Linked DNA regions of Oryctolagus cuniculus: region 2 is linked to region 1. A link is a contact called in public Hi-C data. All regions are on one chromosome and are shown on one strand. Each heading gives the region's core, a stretch centred on a gene start, on an enhancer-like site or on the middle of the called end of the contact. The rest is flanking DNA. Distances are from core to core; before and after follow the strand shown. Region 1 holds the start of NDUFS5 (NADH:ubiquinone oxidoreductase subunit S5). Region 2 holds the start of MYCBP (MYC binding protein).

Evidence for each region. Hi-C and Micro-C count contacts between places; a contact is called where the count stands out from the background.
Region 2: a contact with region 1 is called in a Hi-C map of liver, with 10 times the contacts expected there. The contact joins the promoter of MYCBP here to the promoter of NDUFS5 in region 1. A contact is called at or near these places in 3 of 6 Hi-C or Micro-C datasets (ear pinna, liver and an unstated tissue).

What each region holds. Positions count from the first base shown.
Region 1 is chr7:133,830,436-133,833,955 of mOryCun1.1, reverse strand. It overlaps NDUFS5 (NADH:ubiquinone oxidoreductase subunit S5), which reads left to right and starts at 1,642. Exons shown (of 3, transcript XM_002715201.5): 1 at 1,642-2,063; 2 at 3,316-3,520. The coding sequence starts at 3,318.
Region 2 is chr7:133,965,322-133,968,841 of mOryCun1.1, reverse strand. It overlaps MYCBP (MYC binding protein), which reads right to left and starts at 1,509. Exons shown (of 5, transcript XM_002715204.5): 1 at 1,375-1,509; 2 at 1,107-1,179. The coding sequence starts at 1,458. It overlaps GJA9 (gap junction protein alpha 9), which reads right to left. Exons shown (of 1, transcript XM_002715203.5): 1 at 1,783-3,520. The coding sequence ends at 2,526. LOC138850675 (a long non-coding RNA gene) reads left to right here and starts at 1,554. Exons shown (of 5, transcript XR_011390769.1): 1 at 1,554-1,690.

The DNA of each region.
Region 1 (3,520 bases), core at 393-2,892:
TCCCCAGTGTTCTGCTAGACATACATTAGGTGCTCAGGAAATTCTAGTTGAACTGAAACTCAGATTTCAGGTGAAGCGCATGGCTGATGGGGCAGGGCCGGGGGAGAATCTGAGTGCTAGAATGAAACCAGTGAGTTGTAGGGCCTTCAGAATCTCTCCAGAGTGGGTGATCAGCCTACCCATTTGGGGGAAACCCCATACAAAGACATGAAGCAGAGCTGGAACTTGGCACACAAAAATAGGGTTGGGGGTGGTGATGGTGTCATTCCAGGGGACGGAATTAAAGGGCAAGGAGACTGGACTCCCAAGACACTTCCTGGAATATGCTGGAACAGCACGTTCTTGGTTGGATCATCAGGCAGGGGATTCTGTAAAATGAGGTTAGGAAGAGAGGAAGACTAAACTTCTCAAAGGTTTTGAATAGTTCACTATTTAAAAAGGGAAAAGTGGCCGGCGCCGCGGCTCACTAGGCTAATCCTCCGCCTAGCGGCGCCGGCACACCGGGTTCTAGTCCCGGTCGGGGCGCCGGATTCTGTCCCGGTTGCCCCTCTTCCAGGCCAGCCCTCTGCTGTGGCCAGGGAGTGCAGTGGAGGATGGCCCAGGTGCTTGGGCCCTGCACCCCATGGGAGACCAGGAGAAGCACCTGGCTCCTGGCTCCTGCCATCGGATCAGCGCGGTGCGCCGGCCGCAGCACGCCGGCCGCGGCGGCCATTGGAGGGTGAACCAACGGCAAAGGAAGACCTTTCTCTCTGTCTCTCTCTCTCTCACTATCCACTCTGCCTGTCAAAAATAAAAAAAAATAAAAAATAAAAAAATAAAAAAAAAGGGAAAAGTGGACCAGCGCCGCGGCTCACTAGGCTAATCCTCTGCCTTGCGGCGCTGGCACATCGGGTTCTAGTCCCAGTCAGAGCGCTGGATTCTGTCCCGGTTGCCCCTCTTCCAGGCCAGCTCTCTGCTGTGGCCCAGGAAGGCAGTGGAGGATGGCCCAAGTGCTGGGCCCTGCACCCTGTGGGAGACCAGGAGAAGCACCTGGCTCCTGCCATTGGATCAGCGCAGTGCGCTGGCTGCAGCGCGCCGGCCGCGGCAACCTTTTTAGGGTGAATCAACAGCAAAAGGAAGACCTTTCTGTCTCTCTCTCTCACTGTCCACTCTGCCTGTCAAAAATATAAATAAATAAATAAATTTTTTAAAAAAGGGAAGAGTTCAGTGCAAACCTCCAATGTTTATTCACAAGTTATCTGCACATACAACTGCAGTAATGTTACGCATTTTATAATTGCTTACACAATGAACACTGAAATTCTAAAAGATTAAATATAAATGTTCTAGCATTTTCTTTGCATTTGCACAATGCATCCTATCTCACACACTGTGTTACCCCTCCCTGCCCCACACCACTTAGGAGGCTCAGATGTAGTCAAAGGGAGTCACGGAAGGTTCTGGAACACAGGGGGCAAACGAGAAACTGAGACATCAAAGAACTGCAAGGGCTTAGTCTTTTCAGTGTGCAAGCCAGGGCCTCAGCGCTTTCCAGGAAACTCCCTTAATCCCATTACTGTGGGTAGTGTTGCTGTTCTGACTGATGAGGAAACAGGCACTATCCCAGAATCTGGCCCCACGTGGTCTGCGTTCACAGCCCTTGGGCTGAAGCACCCCTTGGGGTGGCCGGAATCAATGGTCTTTCTCTCGTGTGACGCTGTCCAAGTCGCTGACCATCACAGATGTCGAATAACAGCTCCAGGCACAGAACTAGGTGGCAGCAAGAACTCCCTAGCGGACTTCCCTAAAAGCTGCCTCCAGGGAGGTTGGGGTGGGGCGGTGCGGAGGTCAGTTTTACCACTCCAGGTCGGCCCGGGCACGGCTGGCCGGGTGCGCAGGCGCAGCTGGAGGTGCTTGGTTTCTATGGTTTCCGGGTCTCGGCGGCGGCGGAGAGGCCGGCTCCGGGCGTCGCGCTGGAAACGTCGTGCTGCGCCTTCCTTTGCGGCAGGCGTCCGCGTCGCTCGCCGGTCGTCCTGAAGCTTCGGTCTGCGAAGAGACAAGGGCATTGCAGCGGCGACGGCACGGTAGGGCCTGCTCGTATCCGCGCGGCTCCTAGCCATGGCGTTTTCTTCCGGTGTCTCTAACGCACCTCCTCTTGGTTGGCTGGGCGCCCCGTCCTCCCAGGGCCGAAGTCTCGGGGTGTCGTCTGCTTTCCTAGGCCCCTTCACCCGCGCAACCGGTGTCCCCGAAGCCTGGAGGCCGCCTGGCCTCCGCTCTCTTTGCAGGCTCGCTCGGCTTTCTGCCGGGCTGATGTGCTTTGGCCTTGTGTTTTATGAGCTCGAGGCCCCGCCCGCCTCTGTAGCTCGCTTTGTTCCTGCCGGGGCCTGGGGGTCCCCCAAAACACGCCCGCACCTCCTCCGGCAGGAACTCGTGCCCGCCTGACTTCAGTTGGCGGGCTCTTGAACTCGTCTTAAAGGCACGTTCGGGTCCGCTGGGCAGAGTCGATGCTTCTTCCTGCCAGCTGCCCGCTCGTGGTCCTCTGGAGCGCTCCCCTTTCCCAGGGTGTGTGTCCGGGGCTCACGCCGGAGCTGCTGCCTTCGCGCATTAGACACCAGCTGTACAGGTGCGCTGCCTACACAGTTACCCTGCCGTTCTCCGGTCGTCTTATGCAAACAGCTCCCATTATTGTGGTCTGTTTTTTAAATTTAACATCAGTATGCATTTGCCTGTATATGGCATTCTTCCCCCAGCGTCCGTCATAGTCTTCTCCGAGGTAACCGGCACTGCCTTCCCCGTAGAGACGCGAGCGTTCGGCAGTTACTGAGCCCCCGCTTAGTTTCTGCCCTCAAAGCACTCACTTCCCATGGGCGAGACATAAAGGAACTGGTCGTCTTACAGAGTGCTGCCGTGGGAGTTCAGGGTCCTGGAGGACCCCGGAGCGCTGCCGCCCAAGTTGATTGGGAAAGAATGAGTAGAAATACGCAAGGAGATGTTTTGTGCCTAGGTTTTGTTCTTTTGGTTATTTTTTTCAGACCTATTTCAAAGAATTGGACTTCTTTAGTCAGACCTTTTTTTGACTTTTGACAAGAATTGGGTGATGAGTTCTCATGCATTGTGTAGTTCTGGTTTCCATGAGATTTGTGAAAACAGAAAAGTTGCTCATCAACCTTGAATTGGAAGAACCTGTCTAATGAAACAGTTTGAGGAGAAATCAGGCAGATAGTAGAAAACAGCTTTGTAGAGGGCCATTTGTCATTGTTTTCTGCGAAATTTCTCATTTGATTGTACTCTTGTGGTATTGGTATTTATTATTTTTTTTTTAATCTTCCATTACAGCCATGCCTTTCTTTGATGTGCAGAAAAGGCTAGGCCTTAATTTAGATCAAGGATTGACAATCCAAAGTGCTGAGCAGCCCTTCAAGATCCCTACTCGATGCCATGCTTTTGAGAAAGAGTGGATAGAATGTGCACACGGAATCGGTGGTATCCGGGCACAGAAAGAATGCAAGATAGAATTAGATGACTTCAAAGAATGCATGCT
Region 2 (3,520 bases), core at 260-2,759, 140 kb before region 1:
CCAGTGTCTAGGAGGCCTGAATAAAATGGTTAAAGAAATGAGTTTGCTGGATTTTTTGAGGGAATGACATTCCAAGCATTCACGACAGTTGCAGTGACAACACAGCACAGCCTTTCACAGAGGAATTCCTTCACATTTGCTGAAACGTATTTGCAAAGACAGGGAGACTAGTATCGAACCCAACGTGGGTAGCAAGTCAAACAGCCATCCCTGCATAGGAATTAAGAGCCCTACCATCTTCTAAGACCAGAGAGTTCTTGGCCCAGAAGCTTCCCCCAAACCCTCGTTTCTGAACACAGAGCAGTTACCAAATTATTTCTCAGACATTTCCTGTTCTTTTCCCATGGTCCTGGTCTCATCTCTGCCAGCAATTCCGTTCTACACCCTGGAAAATCCCAGCCAGTGAGCCAGGCGACACACTGCTGAGCTCAGAAGCAAGCAGACCCCTTATCACCTCTGGGACCCCTGCTGTTTGAAGCATCTCCCCCAGTAGATCCTGAACCCACGCGGGCACTGATACAGTGTAACAGTGGACTTCCAGCTTTAAGCTTGTGCACAATATAAAAATTCTGATGTGTCCTCGGGCTTCACACACTGCATTTCTACCTTCAATACGAAATCTACACACAGCAGGAACTGAATTAGACCAAGACAGCGGGGGAAGCGAGGAGTGCTGCACAGCCCTCTTTCGTATCTGGTGTTTTCCCCAGCTGCCCTGGGTCGGAGGGAAAAATGTGTCTTAAGATTCAGGGGACGGGGTGGGGGTGGGGCTGGGGGGGTCCGCAAACGCCCCGAGGCGGGAGGAACCGGCACCTACAGGTCTCCAGCAAACACGACCACTGCGGCTGCTCCAGGCACAGCGGCGGAAGTTGGAGCGACTTTGCAACAGCTGCAAGAGCTGCGCTCTCGGCGCGGGGAGAGCGGGGAGCGGGAGCCAGGCCGCCCCGCCCGCGGCGGCCGGCAGCGCCCGGCCCCGAGCCCACCTCGCTGCGACCCGGACGGGTCCCACCTGTTCGCCCTCCTTCCCCGCGCCGAGGCCCGCCGGGGGCGCAGCGCCGAGCGGCAGGGCGAGGGGCACGCGGAGCCCTATCGGAGCCCATGCTCACCCTTGGTCAGCGTGTCCAGCACCCCCGACTTCTCCAAGTACCTCCGGAACTGCTCGCGCTTCGAGTCGGCGGCCTGAGGAGACACCGCGGGTCAGGGGCCGAAGCCCAGGGGCCGGAGCAGGAAGAAGGCTCTGGGAGTCCGGCAACCCCGCCTCCACCGCGCTACCGCGGGGACCCCCCACACCTGCGCGCGCTCCCACTCCCGCCCGGCGCCGACCCGCAGCTGGCGACCGCCCACACGCCCCCAGCCACGCCGCGCCCCCCTCACTTTGTAATGGGCCATAGTGACAGCGGCAGCGGCGTCGCTGGCGCCGGAGACCGTGGCTGGCGGGCTCCGGCCGGCACTGCTCATGCGCAGCAGGGCGCACGCGACTGCGCACTGGCGAGCCACGGGCCGGGGCGGCCGGGGTGTGGCCTGTTTTCATGGCGACCGGGACGCTCTGGATCCCCAGTCGGGGGCAGAGCCGAGGGAGGCTGCGTGCGCCCGCCCCTCGGGCTGTCCGAGCAGCGCCTCTTCCGGTCGCCGCGGCGATTCGGTTGCAGAGGGAGAAGCGAGGTCTCGGGAGCTGGGGCCTAGCGTCCAGGTGCGGCCGGAGGGGGCGTGGCGCCAGGGGGCGGGGCCCTCGAGCGCGCGGGCGGGAGGGGCGGTCGTCCCGGAAGCGCGCGCACGGTGGGCGCTGGGGGATCCGTGCGTTTCCAGTGTCCGAAGGTGCGTGCTGAGGCGTGAGCGTGCTGGCTGCGGCGCCCACATCTGGGTGCGGGCCCTGGAGGGCGAGCGGCCACGTGCTCCGGCAGCTGCCGGCGCCGCGGAGCGCTCACGGGTGCTTTCGCGTGAATCCTCACAGCCTCCCTGCCGTGTGCGAGCTGCCGGTGAAGTGGCGAGGTTGGGTGACCGGTGACGATGCGGGAGGCCGGTGGGAGACAGCCACAGATGTGTGTAGTATTTTATTGTGGTTACACTTCGTACACCTGAGGTTGCAGTCCACAAAGAAACTACGCTATGGAGTCCCAGGATACACAAAATACAAAATCACCCCCCCCACACACACACACACCGTTGTCCAAAGATAGAGGATAAAGGGGCTAAAAGAAGGCGCTATGGGGATCAAGAGCAATTTCCCAAAGCCATGGGCCCCTCCCAAGTAGGAAACCTGGCTCCAAACCACGTAGCCGCGATGCTGAACGTGTGGTTTTCACCTAGTGGATTTCACACATTCTAAAGAGAGCTATAGAAAATGAAGATAAGAAAAATCCTGACCTGGCAACCCTTGGTCTTTGAATTCAGAAGTGTCCCTGCACAGATGAGTCGCAGTTGCCACAGCCCTAACAGCTGCCCCTGGCCGTTTTGTCCGTGCTCCGCCTGGGCGAGGCTACTTCGCTGATAACGTAGGGCGCACCGGGTCCAGAAGCCAGAGCTGTTCAGATCTGGAGGTCGGTGGGAAGCCGCCTCCCCGCGAGGCTGTTGGTCAAGGACACTGCAGGATTTGGAGGACAAACAGGATTGTTGCAGGGTCTGACCAACCCAGGCTCACAGGACGGCTCTCTCAAAGAGCAGGGTCCCTGTGGAACAGGAAGCAGCTGGGAGTTCCCTTGTGAGGGTGGGAAGGTGCTGGTTGTGCCCTCCAGGAACTGGCCCTCGAGGTTGCCGTTTGGAATGAGGTGACCATTTGGAGGTGACCTCCAGTTTCCACCTTCTGTGGAGGGCCCCCGCGTGGCACTGAGCCACCTCGGTTTCCAGGTGTGGTTAGCTGGCAGAGAGACACCTGCTTGGGGCAACCTCTCGGTGTAGTTGTCCAGGTCTCCAGCAACACTTGACACAGAACAGTGACCTCTGCTGCAGTGGTTCCTTTGGCTGTCTTGGCCGTCAGTTGCTCTTTTTTCCCTTAACTGGTTCCCATTAGCTGCTTTTCCAAATGTTTTATGAGGATCTTTGCTATGATTGGAGCGGATGTGTTGAAGATGACTGTAAGCAGTATGAAGTGAACGCATCTTATCAGAAAATACAGCTCCTGGTTCATCCAGAGCACATTGCTGGTCATTTACACTGTGACTGCCAGGATCTGCCTGGAATGGGGGAGATGGATTTAAACTAGGGTGCACTGCCCTGTGTGTTTGCTTTTCCGCTGAGAGATGACCAGGCGCAGGAGGGAGTCGCTTTGGCGACTTGGCAGGTGCCCTCTGATTTTGTTTGGACTGGTTTGCATGGAATTCCTTATGTTCACCCTTCCATTTAGATTGGCCCCAAAGCCCTCTTTTAATCTTTTTAAACCCTAGGTAGAAGATTTCTAGAATGCTCAAGAAAAGTGAAACCGTGGCTATGGATTGCATAAATAATAGGAATATTGTCTTTTCTGTTGGTCGTGAGACAAAACAGTCAATTATGTTTGGACAGGGCTGCCTGTGGCATTTAAATA